2 separate regions of the Anas platyrhynchos genome follow, and region 1 is linked to region 2. Evidence: chromatin contacts called from public Hi-C data. All regions are on one chromosome and are shown on one strand. The core of a region is the stretch at or near the end of the contact, and the rest is flanking DNA. Distances in the headings are between cores, read along the strand shown.

The links. Hi-C and Micro-C count contacts between places; a contact is called where the count stands out from the background.
Region 1: a Hi-C map of F5 follicle shows a contact between it and region 2, with 3 times the contacts expected there. The contact joins the promoter of MAFB here to the enhancer-like site in region 2. A contact is called at or near these places in 3 of 8 Hi-C or Micro-C datasets (F1 follicle, F5 follicle and subcutaneous adipose tissue).

What each region holds. Positions count from the first base shown.
Region 1 is chr21:8,171,227-8,178,494 of IASCAAS_PekinDuck_T2T, reverse strand. It overlaps MAFB (MAF bZIP transcription factor B), which reads left to right and starts at 3,793. Exons shown (of 1, transcript XM_005012046.5): 1 at 3,793-7,268. The coding sequence starts at 4,478. The coding sequence ends at 5,413.
Region 2 is chr21:7,630,893-7,637,979 of IASCAAS_PekinDuck_T2T, reverse strand. The region is part of intron 2 of LOC119713012; the gene reads right to left. Among named protein-coding and RNA genes, the nearest start is that of TRNAG-UCC, 110 kb to the right of the region's middle. Within about 2 kb of position 3,274, at least 3 of the 8 cell types and tissues checked have an H3K27ac peak or open chromatin away from gene starts, as enhancers often do. A contact at or near this core is called in F1 follicle and F5 follicle, where this site is marked.

The DNA of each region.
Region 1 (7,268 bases), core at 2,544-5,043, 540 kb before region 2:
TAAGAATTAGAAAAGTGATGCCCCTGTTCTCCATCAGTGCCGGCTGCCAGCCGTGGGTGATTTCGGTTTCTGTGTTTGTTTGTTAACAAAACTACCACTTCAGACAACATATCCCACTAATGTTATGGGCGAAAAAGCTAATTCTGGGAAAAACGTAGTGGTCAGCTACCAAAACTGCGGAGCGTTTCTCATAGAACCAGAAGCGTGGAAAATACATAAAGAAGAGTCTTTGCATTTTTTATCAGTTACCTAGATCTGCTATTTCTAGGAATTGGGGATTAGGATGCCACCGTAATGCTATTCCCCATTTAAATGTAAAATCTACAATTTAGGCAGAAGCCCTACCAAAGCACACGCGTGTAGGCATCTATATGCACCAGTTTTCAGGGCGAGCTTTCAAATTTCAGTGTCTCAAGGACCTCCGCTGCCCTGCCCTGGGCGGACATGCCGGATGGAGCTGATCTGAAATGACACTACCGTTTGGTTTGAACTCTTCCTGATTTTGACCGGGAGTTTGCGAAAGGGACGAGGGGAGAAAAGGGAGAGCGGGGAGAAGTCATTCCGTGTCCGAAACTAACCTTCAAAAACGGATCTTGAAAAACAGAGAGGAGGAAAAAAAATTAAAGCCGCTCGAGTGGCAGGGAGTAGGGAGTTTTGGGTGTCGGGGGTAGGTCGCGATTAACCAAAAAATCACGACCACCTGGGGCAGGTGGTGCCTGTCCCCCGCCACCAGCGGCGGGGCGCTGCCTCCGCGGGTGCGGAGCGGGGAGCGGAGGGACAGAGGGACGGAGGGACGGAGGAACGGAGGAATGGAGGGACGGAGGGACGGAGAGATGGGACTCGCCGCTGTAAGCCGCTCGCCCCGCGGAGCCCCCTCGGGTGCGGGCGGCCGCGTAGGGCCGGGGATGCGCGGAGCCCCCTCTGCGCGCATCCCCGCGGCCGCCCGGCCCCGCGGTGCGGCAGCTTGGCCCCAAGGAAGGGAAACTCTGCCCGGGCTGCTCAGCCCAGGAATCCTCTTCTTCTCCTCCAGTAACATTATTTCTTCCCCAGTCCTTATTAAAAAATTAAAATAAAATAAAATGTATCGGACGGAGGATGATCCCCCTAACGTACAAATCCCAGGGAGAATAACCTTTGTTGGTTGAATTAAAAACATTACAAGAAACAAAATCGGCCTTTAAGCGGGGATTCCGGGCACAAAGCGGTTCGTTTTTTAGCCAGCCGTGTAACGCCGCAAGTTTTGCGGGATATATTTTCTGGAGGGGAACGAGGGATGGAAGAGCAAATAAATGGACCCAGAAAGTGCCCCGAAATTTTATGACGATGATGATGGACACGCAGAACCGGTCTGCAATTCACGGCTTAAAAGATTAAGAAGAGACAGAGTGTGTACGGACAAGGAGATAATCAGATCAATGCTTCCTCCGCCTTTCAGTAGCTCCACCTTGTGAATATACCTCAGTAATTATGACAGGAAAAAAAAAAAAAAAAAGAAAAGAAGTATTATCCATCTAATGGCACATTTTTTCAGGGCTGCCTCTGAGCTTCCCGAGCGCTCGCCAGGGTCCCCTTTCCCTCTGCTGGGCGACATCCCTGCCCACGATACCGTTTAATGTGTAGGTAAAAATAAAGCTCTAGCCATGTACTTTCCAGGACCTCATAAATAATAACTGTTGCGGGCCTCCGAGGGACGCTGCCGGCTCTCCCCCAGCCTCCGGGGAGGCAGCGGTTGCGGGACGGGGACCACGCAGCTCCTGTCCCTCTCCGCTCTGCCCCCACGCCCGGCCCCGGCCTCTCCCCGGCGGGGCACCGCGCGGCTCTCCGCCTCTCCGTGCCGCTCGTTACCGGCCAAAACCCGGCGATTTCCCCGATTTGGCACCGCTGGGAACCCAGGGGCGCGGTGCCCGTGCGGAGCCCGCAGCTCCCACGCGTTACCGGCGGGGAGTGCACGGGGAAGGTGGGGGGTGTCCCGGCAAGGGGTGTCCCACGCGTGTTCGCGCACACTCAAGGAGCAGGAGACAGCCAAGGGCGGGCTGCTGCTCCCCGGGGGGCAGCCTCTTCTCGGCCGGGATCGGGGTCCGGAGGGGCTCAATCAGCCCCAGAAAAATCACGCGTGGGCATTGCCGGCGGGTGCGGAGCGCACCGACGTGCACCGATCCCAGGCGGTGCCGTACCGGGAGTTAAATGCCCTCCAAAGCTCGGGAGGAAAATGCAGACCAGGTGGCCTTTCCGCGCATTGCCGCACAAAACTGAGCCCTGGAGCGCCTGCAATAATAATAAAAAGGGGCATTTTATCCAGTTCCACCCCCACCCCCGGTTCCCACGTCCCCCCTCCATCGCGCTGCCGGTGTCCCACCCGCAACTTTTCGGGGAAGGGAGCACTTTGCGTGGCTTTGCCCCCGCGGTTCCCTACCGGGCTGTGGGGCAGCGGGACAAATGGGGCCAGGCTGCGGGCATCGCCCCCGTACGGCCTCGGGTCCGGCAGGGAGGGACCGCCGGGGGACTCCGCTTGGGGACTTTCGCGACGTTTTCTCTGTCCCAGCACCAGAAAGGCAGTTCCTTTCTAATTAATTTCTAAACAGAAAAAGGATTTAAAACTTTTTGTTTGATTGTTTGTTTGTTTGTTTGTTTTTAGGGGGAGGTAAATAAATTAGATTGGGGGGATTTGGGATGCTGAGGAGCCGCAGGTCCGGAGCGGCCGGGCAGGGTGGGCGCAGCCCCGCTCCTTTTTTTTTTTTCCCGGGTGTTTTTTTCCCCGTGAAATGTGGCTGTTATTCTCCAAAAGGACACTTGGGGTCGCACTTTCTGTCTGTTTGAGCGTAAAAACAGTGTAAAAAGAAGCCTTAATCTCCCTTAATCGTTACAAAATGTTCAAAAAAAAAAAAAAAAAAGAAAATCCTGTTACCGGACCAAAAAAAAAAAAAAAAAAAGAATCCAAAAAACCTTACAAGTCGAGTACTCGTTTGCATGCAGTCACTTACTCGGGGAAGAGCGGAGGAAAGCAAACACGGTCCCCTCAGAACTGAAATGTAATTCTATTTTCTCCCTTCTCTCCCCAGTATTTGCAATTGTCTGTGTCAATGCCTTTGCTTTACTTTAGGGAGAGATTTGCTTCCCGTCACCGGGAGGGTTTCCCCGGCTGTCGGAGCAGAGCTGTCAGCCCCGCCGAGCCCCGCTCCCCGCGCATCTCCCCGGGCACCTCCCGCGGCCCCGCGCTCGCTGCCGGCCGGACCCGGGGCGCGTTCGGGGCATTTTGGGGCATTTCCCCGCGCTGCCCTCGCACCGGGGCCGTTTCCATAAAGTTGGAAGCGGCTCCGCGTGTGCGGGGGCTGGGGGTAAGCTGACCGCTCGCAATTCGCTCCGGGCCGGCAGCGGGCACGAAGGGACTTTGTTATATTTAGAACAAAGGGACGGGCAGGATGGCCCCGAGCCCTCCTCCTTTGCGGATTGCCGAGGCCGAAAACGAACGGAGAGGGGTGAGAGGAGGGGGGGTGGGGGGGGAAGAGAATAAATAAGAATAAATAAATAAAAGAGGCGGTGGCGCGGGAGGGGGGAGCACCGGGAGGAGCGGGGCTGGGAGCGGCGGCCGCTCAGCTGGCGCTGCGGAGCTGTCACGGCGCCGCCCGCCCCCGCCGCCCCCGCCGCTGCCGCCCAGCCCGGCCCGGCCCGGCCCGGCTCGGCCCGGCCCCGCCGCCGCTCTGCCATTGGCGAGGCCGCCGCCGGCCCCGGCCCCCGCCGCGCTGTCGGCGGGCACGGCCGTATAAGAAGCCAAGGGGGGCTGCGCTGCGAAGCACAGCTGCACAACGAGCGCTGGAGGCGGCAGCTACCAGCGGAGCCCTGTTTTTTGTTTTTTTTTTTTTTTTTTTTCCTCCCCTCGTCCCCCCTTTTCTCCTTTTTTTTTTTTTCGCCTTTTTCTCCTCCTTCCTTCCCCTCCCTCTTCCCTCCTCCCCTTCCCCTGCTCCGCCGAAAACTCCCGTGCAAAGCCCGAAGCGCGCTCGGGCTGGAAAGTTGCGGCAGGCTGCGGAGCTCCGCGGCTGCGGGGAGAGGAGAGGCTCCGGACTTACAAACCGCGGACGGGGGCACGGGTTAGACGCCGCGCACCGGCCTTCTTCCAGCGCCGACCCGGAGGCAGCATCTTTGTTTTGCTTTGCTTTTGCCCTCCTGCTGCTGCCGCTGCTCCTTTCGGCGTGCAGCCCGGCGGCTGAGTGCTAGGAGCTGCCGCAGCCCGCCGTGCGCTGCGAGCCCGCACCGAAAGGCAGCAGGCGGCCGGGCGTCCTCGGGCTTTGTTGCTCCGAAACGAGAAGCCCCAAGAAGCCGGGAGAAGGAGGCGGCCGAGGGGGGAGCGGCGGAAAGGAAAGCGAGGAAGCCGAGGCCAAGTTTCTTTGGAGTAAAGGAGAGCGGGCAGCCCTCTGCCAGGCTGCACGCTGGAGTGAGGTCTCCAGCCCCCTCCGCCCGGAGAGGTGCCCCCAAGACAGCGATGGCCGGAGAGCTCAGCATCGGAGCCGAGCTGCCCACCAGCCCCCTGGCCATGGAGTATGTCAACGACTTCGACCTGATGAAGTTCGACGTGAAGAAGGAGCCCCTGGGCAGGAACGACCGCTCGGGCAGGCACTGCACCCGCCTGCAGCCTGCCGGCTCCGTCTCGTCCACCCCCATCAGCACTCCCTGCAGCTCTGTGCCCTCCTCGCCCAGCTTCAGCCCTACCGAGCAGAAGACCCACTTGGAGGACCTGTACTGGATGGCCAACAGCTACCAGCAGATGAACCCCGAGGCGCTGAACCTCACCCCGGAGGACGCGGTTGAAGCCCTCATTGGGTCCCACCAGGTGTCCCAGCAGCTGCAAGGCTTTGAGAGCTTCCGGGCCCACCACCATCATCATCATCACCATCACCAACACCACCACCAGTACCCCGCGGTCACTCATGAAGACCTGGCCGGCAGCGGGCACCCTCATCACCACCATCATCACCACCACCAGGCCTCTCCCACCCCTTCCACCTCCTCCAACTCCTCCCAGCAGCTCCAGAACTCGCACCAGCAGCATCCCCCCTCCAGCAGCGTGGAAGACCGGTTCTCCGATGACCAGCTGGTCTCCATGTCCGTGAGGGAGCTCAACAGGCACCTCCGAGGCTTCACCAAAGACGAGGTGATCCGCCTCAAGCAGAAGAGGAGGACCTTGAAGAACAGGGGCTATGCCCAGTCCTGCAGGTACAAACGTGTCCAGCAGAAACACCACCTGGAGAATGAAAAGACCCAGCTCATTCAGCAGGTGGAACAGCTCAAGCAAGAAGTGACCCGGCTCGCCAGAGAGAGAGACGCCTACAAGCTCAAGTGTGAGAAACTTGCCAGCAATGGCTTCAGAGAGGCCGGCTCCACCAGTGACAACCCGTCTTCCCCTGAGTTCTTCATGTGAGTGCTTAACAAAAATAATTAAAAAACAAAACAAAAAAAACCTACCCCACACCTGAATCCCGACCCCCATCACCTTCCCCCCCGCTCCCATCCTCTTCTGACATCTTCATCCATCTGTCTGCTTGACTAGAGAGAAAGAAGGAGAGAAAAATAGAGACTTGATTTTTTTGCAGCATCCAAACTTCTAGATTAGCTGTGGGAAAAGTAGGCTGGGGGTGGGGACGGGAGAGGTAAAGTGCAACTTTTTGACTTTCGTTTGTGAGTTAGAGAGAGGGACCGAGGCAGAGGCAAAGGAGGAAAGGACAAGTGAAGCGTTTTATAGATCGCTTGCTTGCAGAACAAGATGGACTTTAAGAGAATAATAATAAAAAAGGACAATGAACAAGCCATCTATAACATACTGTCTGCTCGGAAAGAGAGGACATATACAGCACCATCTCATGCACAATTTACCTGCTTGGAAAAAGAGAATAAATAAAAAGGACAATATATGCAAACTCTTCATATATTGCCTGCTTTGAGAAATAAGTTACAGGACTCAGATGGGACATTCAATCTAAGAAAGGAAAGAAAGAAAAACTCATCAGTTTTATTGCCTGCTTGATTATATAGAAAAATACGAAAATCTGCATTAAAAATATTAATCCTGCATGCTGGACATGTATGGTAATAATTTCTATTTTGTACCATTTTCTTGTTTAACTTTAGCATGTTGATCATCGATCATAGATTTCTGTTGTTGTTTTGTTTCATCGATAAGAAAAGCATCACAAGTTATCAAAACTTTTTACTGCTTGTGCAGTTTTGTTCGTTGGTTTTGCTCTTATTTTTCTTTTATGGTTGTTAGCTTGTAAATATCTGCTACTTCAAACCGCACAGGAAAAACAAAAAACAAAAACAACATTTCAGCAGGCTGGTTATACGGTTTGTTTGGTATTAAAGAGATACTTAAAAAGAAGTTATGGGCATTTTGCATTCAAAAAAAAAAAAAGGAGAAAAAAAAAACTTTGTATATCTGGTGCACTTTTAAGTTGTATTTTTTTTAGTTTTCATTTTGGTTTTTGTTTGTTGGGGCAGAAGATAAAACGCCTGAATGGCATTGACAAACCTAAACTTAAGAGGGAAAAACTCTCATCGGTCACTAGAGCCTACTGCATGCCTTAAAGTGGCAGCGAAGCTCTTTCCTTCAGGACGATTCCCAGCCTGTAGTGGTTAGACCTGGCCATGCAGCCTCCCTTCTGATTGTAAACTCAGGAAACGAGGGATGGACGAGACATATTTTCCTTTTCAGAAAAAGCTGCCCCTGCATTTTCAGTAAATAGGGAAAAAGCCACCCTCCTGGTTACGAGGCAAGTCGCACGGCAGCAAGTGGTCCGTGTCCCCATGGAGTTAGGTTTCTCAATGGTAGCAGTAGATGAGTGGGCTGGAAAAGCATATAAAACTAAAACTTTTATTTGAGAAGACATACTGCAACTTTTAAGTGTATTCTTTTGCAATGATTTGTAATCTGCTTCTCTGCTTCCCTACGCAGCGAGTGAAAGTTTTAGCCAAAATTTATTTGCAGTTGTATAGTAGTAGTAGTTGGGAGTCTTATGGGTGTTTTTATTACTTTTTTTTTTTTCCTCCTGCAGGTCAGTAAAAGGATTTACGTTGCACTGACAAAAATACCAAAATGAAAACTTATTTTTTAGTTTCCTTTTAGGATAGCTGGCACTGCTGGCCGGATGCATTTTAAGTTTGTATTAGTTTATAAATTAACAGTAATAACAAGATTGTAATGAACAGCATGGTGCTTGCAGTTTTAAATATTGTGGATATTAGTCATGCATCAGAAAACGATCTTTGGTTTTTACTGA
Region 2 (7,087 bases), core at 2,025-4,524:
AAACCATAGGAACTGAAAATGATTTGCAACTGATTCATTAAAACAGCATTCATCATCATAATTGATTGGTTAATTAATTATGGCTATAACGCGGATGTCATCTGTATTTCCATAGGAATTCCTTGGGAGCTTTAGAATTCGCTCATGAAAGCCGGGCTGGCCCCCAATGCCAGCCATACCGCAGCTCCTGACAGCGGAGACTTACACCTCCAGCCGAGAAAACGTATCCACAGAGCTCTGCTCTGCGAGACAGATAATTATTTTCTAGTCCTATGGTAGAATTACTTGAGCAGCAGCACCAGCTCAGCCTCCTGCAGTGCCCCTCATGACTAATCTGTTTATGCTGCAGCCCCGAGCAGTGGGTCAGCACAGGAGCCACAGGTTCCTCTCAGCCCAACCCAGCCCGTCCAAACCAAACAGGTTTCACTTGCACAGGAGCTATCTTCTGGGAGACGGACATTCATCAGGGTGCCAGCACCCACAGCACAGCAACACGCAGGAAGAAGTGTTACGGAGCAGGAAACGCAGGGGAATATCTGATCTTAGGAAAAACGCCCAAGAATCTTTCGTGTGACATACACCGAACACGACGAGGTTTTTAAGGTTTTCACGTTCTGAAAGATGTTTGCATGGGCAAAATGCATGACCTTTTGGGTTATGAAAGAAAAGAAACTTTTGGGGTTATGAAGTGCCCGCTGCCCAAGCGTTCATTATACTGGCAGACAGCGCTGTCAGCTACTCGAAATCTCCACCATTAGCCTGGTTACACTCTAATCCAGCAGGGGAGGTTTAGGAAGTTGAACTCAGCACAGAGCAGACACAAATGCCCAAATTGCTCCCACAATGCTCCCACAGCCATGCCTATGGCAGGGTTGTTCTTCTGGCTACGATCTGACAGAGCACAGCCTGAGTTAGGTGGGTTCACTTCCTAACTCCGCCACAGGCTTTTAGGCATGGCCATGAGCAAAGCCTGCCTTCCTCCGTGCTCCAGTTTTCATCTCTGAGACAGAAACGATGGCAACTCTCTCCAAGGCTACAGAGAAGATGCACTCACAATATTAATAATTAGGAAGTGCTTAGATATTATGGCCTGGGGGGACACAGGCATACCCAGAGCAGCGATCTGCAAAGAGCGGCACAAAGCAAAGAACTTGCTGAGGCCACCTTCTCCTTAGGTCTTCCTGTTAACCACCTCCCCTTTTACTTTCTTTTTTTAATTATTATTTTATTGTAACCTCGTGGTGCCATAAGCACTACTGGAGTATTCACACACAAGACAGGTGGATGCTTTCAGCTGCATTCTGAGCTGCACAAAAGCAACATCAGCCCCACTGACTGCACATACAGCCACAGCAAACCTCGCCCCTTGGAGATCTGGCCCAACACCTTCTGGTTCTCCCGCAGCCCTGAAGAGAGGCTCCTGCACAAGAGGAGCCTGGGTGGCAGGGTGGGGAGGGAGGGGGCCATAGCACAGACCCTCCCCAGCTCCTGGCAGCGCTCCCAGCACTGCAGTGCTCGCTCTCAGCCAAGCAAAACCCTCTGAGGTGCAGCAGGTGTGCGGATCCGTCCCGCCACACTTTGTCAGGAGGGCTTTTGTTTGAATTCTACTTTAAAAGGGGGGCGTAAGTAGAGATGAACAAAGGCTGTCCCCTTTTCACCTCCCCCTACATCTCTTTGTGGGATAAAAGCCACGCTGGGAGATGGAAAAGCTTTCTGAACTGGTAGCCGAAAAGCACGGGAGGACTATCAGAGCTCTCCGACACCAGATGAGGGACTGGGGGGGGTGTCTCTGATTTACCATTCCCCATCTCTTCCTTTGTTCTATCCTCACCTCGACTGTCAGCTGTTTTGAGAAGGGGCTGGCAGTCGGGGGAGAGGAGGAGAGGCTGGTGTGCGCATATCCAGTTCAGGCTGGTTCCTGGCTCAGGGAAACATTTTATTGGATTTGTTCCTCTTTGATGCTGATTAAGCCCATGGGGTAGGAAAAAAGCAAAAGAGAGGGGGAGTTTGGGGGGAGGGGAGAGATGCAGTTTCCCCGTGGCTGTGATGTTTTTAATTTATTATTAACCATCTCTCATGCGTTATCTGACAACTCTGTTGAATTCTGGATGCACAGGCAGGCAGTGCCTGCATTTACAGTTTTCCAGGGTGTGTGTCCCCAGTCTCCCTGAATCAAAGTCCGCGCTGTTCAAGGAGTCAACTTTGTAGATACTAATTTAAAACAAATAGTTTACTGTGGAATTAGTTCCCTAGGAGTATAGGCTGAACGGCTCCAAGGCCAGGATTGCACAAGGCAGACCTCGGTGATATACCAAGAGCACACGGCAAGACAAACTGCAGGGTGGAGAGCACAGGAGGAATCCTGCAGCAAAGCACACTCAGAATAGCCCAGCCTGTACATCCAGCTTCCTTCTCAGTGTTTTTTTTTTTCCCCTACCGGGCCCCCAAAATGGCTGAGCATCCCCAGTCTCTGTATTCTCACTTTATGCCTTCTCACCTTAGCAATATGCCTATCCTTCTGGCTGACCGTCCAGGAAGAGGGCTGCAGAAGCTATGCATTTCCCCAGCTCAGACATGCAACAGTCAGAAGCAGCTCGGTTTGTTGCACAGAAAACAGAGACCAAGAGATTTGAGTCGTCTTCTCCATTGTCTTACACAGCCAGGTACAAACCCAGATGAAAAAGCTCTCTGAGCATGCCAGGAAAGAAGCAGCACGCCGATTAGGTGGCATATCCCACACTTAGACATGACTGTGCAACCTACAGTGCCAGAAACCCAGCCTGTAGCTCCACTTCTGCCAGCCACCAGTTGGTGAACCCAGCAGGTAATTTTGAACAGTTATTTTTACACAGCAAATGAGCACTGGCAATTTGTTCCCAACACCTCTTCGAAGAAACTGGGAAAGGCTACAAGTTAATTCAGTGGTTATCAAATGAGCAGATATGGGCACTGATGCTCATTACGTTTTGTGCTATGTTGGTTACCAGTTCTCCAAGACAAAGTCCTCTTAGAAATGAGCTTTTTTTTTTTTTTGTTTCTTCAGAAAACCTCAGCTGAAGTGAAACAAGATGTAGCACGAGAGAATGCCAGTTCGAGCTAGTGCAGCGTACAAAGCTGCAAGGTCAACATCTCTGAACATCTTGTTACATGCTAGCCCCAAACAATAACTAATTCATACCAAAGACCACCACAGCTGATATAAAGAGGTCTGTTGTAACACAGCCTGCTCTCCATCCTTGGGTCAAGCCACATTTCTCCTTGCATTAGCCTGCTATCCTGATATTTGTGAATTACCGATTGTTGAGAACCAGGGTTGGTGCAAGGACATGAGGTTAATGACTTGCAAGACGCTCTGCTAATGCTCTTAAACACTGCCATCTCCTGGGAGAGAGGAGACAGCACAGTCCCTCCCCTTTCCTCAACGAGTTGTGTTAGAAACCAGGACTTGACATCATCTAGGTGGACAAGAGCAGCTCCACCACTCAGCAGGGCTCCAGCCAGAAGGAGCCAGTCATTAAGGCAGGCAAAATCCAAAAATGACACTCTTATTGTATCTATCAACGAGATCTAACTACCAATATGTTCAGTTAAAGGATATTTTTCAAGGCCATCCAGAACACGGCGCCATACAACGCCATGCAATTTTAGCAGTGCGCCTATTTAACACACTATGTAAATGAGCACGAACGCAGTCTCCTTAAGGTCCACCTCAGGGGAAACCTGAAAAATAAATTTCACTTGACCCCAGGCTCCTCCATGAGTATTACTCCCCAACCGTCAATATCTCTGTTGGCAAAACCCTTCACACCGTGTTTTATCTTATTGCTAAAAATAAATCACTTGTAAATTGTTTTATAAATTATGTATAAGAAAAGACCTCATAGTCTAAGAAGAGCTACCAGTGTAGTCTACATGATAAAAAAAAATTTAAAAGGATCTCCAAGGGTGGGAGGGGGAAGGGAATGGAGCACTTTTATAAATAATATATTCAGTGGTCAAAGAAAGTTATCACCTTTTATGAAGTGTTTGGGATTCATTATGCATAAAACGTGCAGCACCGCTTCTCGTGCGTGTGATAGCAGGATGTGATTATTAAGCATTACAGCCACCAACTAAGTGATTATTGGTGTCATCATTTGTTTATCTAACCAAAACCTAGTCTGCCACCTCTCATCAGTGGAAACAAACAGCTGATGTGTTTGACTAGTGCCAAAGGAACACTGTCGGTTATTCACAGGAAGATGATGTCCCCATCATTGTGGGTTTCATTTGGTATTCATTGTAATAGCACTGATCCTAATGAATTCATTTGGTATTCATGTGGATGTCACATGTATTTCCAGAGATGTTCTGCTGTAATTTAGCATGGGTTAATGGACACCTCTATTAAAGTGTTATTGAAAGTTTGACATTCAAATAACCCAGTTTAAAATCAGACAAACCTAGATATTAAAGCTGAAGGAAGAATGGGGGGAGGGAATTTGACTAAGAGGAGAGACTGAAATGCCATCTCAAGACAGTAACATTTATCTGCCTGCTAGGAAGGAAAAAACCTGTTCTGTCCATTCCTCCTTCCTTCCTCCCCCAACTCACCAAAGGCAGATCAGTGACTATTCAAAGAGACTTTGTGATGGGGCCACTAGTCCCACCTGGCCCAAACTCCCATCACAGTCTGCCTGCTGAGTTAGCCTTCAAAACAGTGTGCTGGGGGAGGGAAAGTCTTTGGGAGCACAAAAAAAATGCACAAGCTCTTGTGCATTGACAGCTCTTCTGCTGGCTTTGGTAGGGTAGGAAGGGAGGCATCCCATCTCGTCTTTGACCTTACAACTCTGAATGCATCACCAGTAGCCTGGCACTGAGGCTGAAATGAGTAGAAGCACTTCTACTCTTGAGGTTCAACTCTGAAAATATTTTTTTCTGCGGTACAAGCTCAGTAAACAGATGACAAGGATGGCAGGATTAGTGCGGAAAGAGGTCTAGTATTTTGTGACCTAAATGTGCTACTGGACAGAGCAAATTCCCTGCTCACTTTCAAGAAGGCACAGACAAGTCACATCTGTATTGCCAAAAGATCTGGATACGGCCCAGAGAAACATCAAGCTAGTATTTCTACAGCCCAGTGTTCCTCTCATCAAGAACCTCTGGTTAGTCTTTCTCTATAAAGAAATTATCTTGGTTTTCTCAACAGTTTGTTCCATGGGACTTCTGACAATGCAGAAGTCAGCCCTTCCAGGTAGGGTCCCCGGAGTACTTTTAAGGACTCAGCAAACATTAAACCTATAATGCGACTACTCACGTGTGCCAGCTGTGGAATATGTGACGACAGACTTGTGGCACGTAGGTTTTGCTCACATTCATTCGGGATGACCTGCACAGATACTATGATTTTGACCAAAAGGAAAGTCTCCATGGGTGAGTAATGTGACCAGCCCAAACACGATACAAATCTCAGTGCCATACCACACAATCACATTATAACCACACGTGCAGCCCATATACAGCACTTGTTTATATTAGACACAGAGGCAGTATACCACATACTTGGTAACATAATCATCACATAAACTGATATTTCACCAACCATGAAATAAATTGTAAGCCACAGAATAAATGGATTTTTTTTCCCCTGCATTGTAGTAACACCGCTCAGCTCCACCCATACTAATGCAGCCTCATTGTTTCCATGATAATTAAAGCATTTGAAATACAAGAAACTTAAGAAAAATATCCAGCCCGTAAAATACGTGAGGCTGTGGTAAACTCAGAGGGTTGAAATGCCACTTGTTGCTCAGCCTGCTGGCTTTCCTGAGCACTTCCATTATACAACACTCACAGCAGTGCAAACTTCGTGCTATCACGCATTTTATACATTCGTGCCTGCAGATTAAATTGCTGGCTGTAACACAGCATGTGCTGGTTGTGGCCATTTTCCTAAATGCTACTTTGGGAACAAAATACGCAGATGCCTAATGTAAACTAACCTCCTCCCATTTTCGTTGTGAAGGTTGAATTTCAACCCTGTGCAGAGGTTCTCCACAAGCCTATTTCTTAAATCCCACTGAAATGCCCAAAATAGGAGTTAATTAGGATTTAAGTGGTACATAACTTTATGAAGGCCCATTAAACAGCTTTGACCTTTATTATCTCTGCGTTTTTATTTGCACATTCGTGCTTGTTTTTCTGATAAAATGCCTTGTTGTGTTTTCCACCAAATATAATCAATATCTCTCCGAGAACATTAGGGCTGAAATCCAGACTCTGTAACAAGTCAGTGGCAAAATTCCCATTGACCACAGCAAGAGGAGGCTTTCACCTGCCGGGATTAACTACCCACCTGAGCTCCTGCACATCCAGGGGACAAGGACTGCCCAACAGAGACACCATGATCTGAACACAGGCGAACTAAAACACCGTGCAGCAAAGCTGAAGTTTCCGTGAATTGGAGATGTCTTGCCCTGCGGCCAGGCCCAGGCTATCCAACACCATGGGAAAAAATAAGGTCTGTCATAAACTTCATTATCTTCTACTCTTAATTGAAAAGATACATTTCACATTAAGTAAGGCCATAGTACTTGGGAACTAAATGCTAAACGCTTGACCTTTACCCCATTTCTGCTATATCTTGCTTTATAAGAAGGAATTATACAGCTTGATGTAGCAATAAATAATTTTCATAAATTTTATTGCAGTGCTATGTGCCACTAATGGACAATCCTGTACTATTTTCAAGAGAGGGCGGCAGGCTGAATCCCAAAGCAGCTGTGACAGTTTCATTAAAAGCAAAAGCCCCTTCCTTCCCTACTCCATTTCAAACACCAGTCAGTGTTCTCTGATCGTTTCTCATCTCCCACCAAATTATGGAGAGATCCAGCTCTTCCCACCCAATAGTAATGGTCTCGCAGTCTCCAGCCCTTACAAAGGACGGTGTAATTGGGTCCTGCTCTGCTGAGGAGTTTTAATACAGCCACGGCTCCTGACCTTCAGCCAGCAGGAGGAAAGAAAAGACCTTTCCCAGACTCATCTGGAGAGGCTGCACACCGACTGAACTTCTCTCATCTGCATTTTTCCTTGAGATTAATGAGCAACA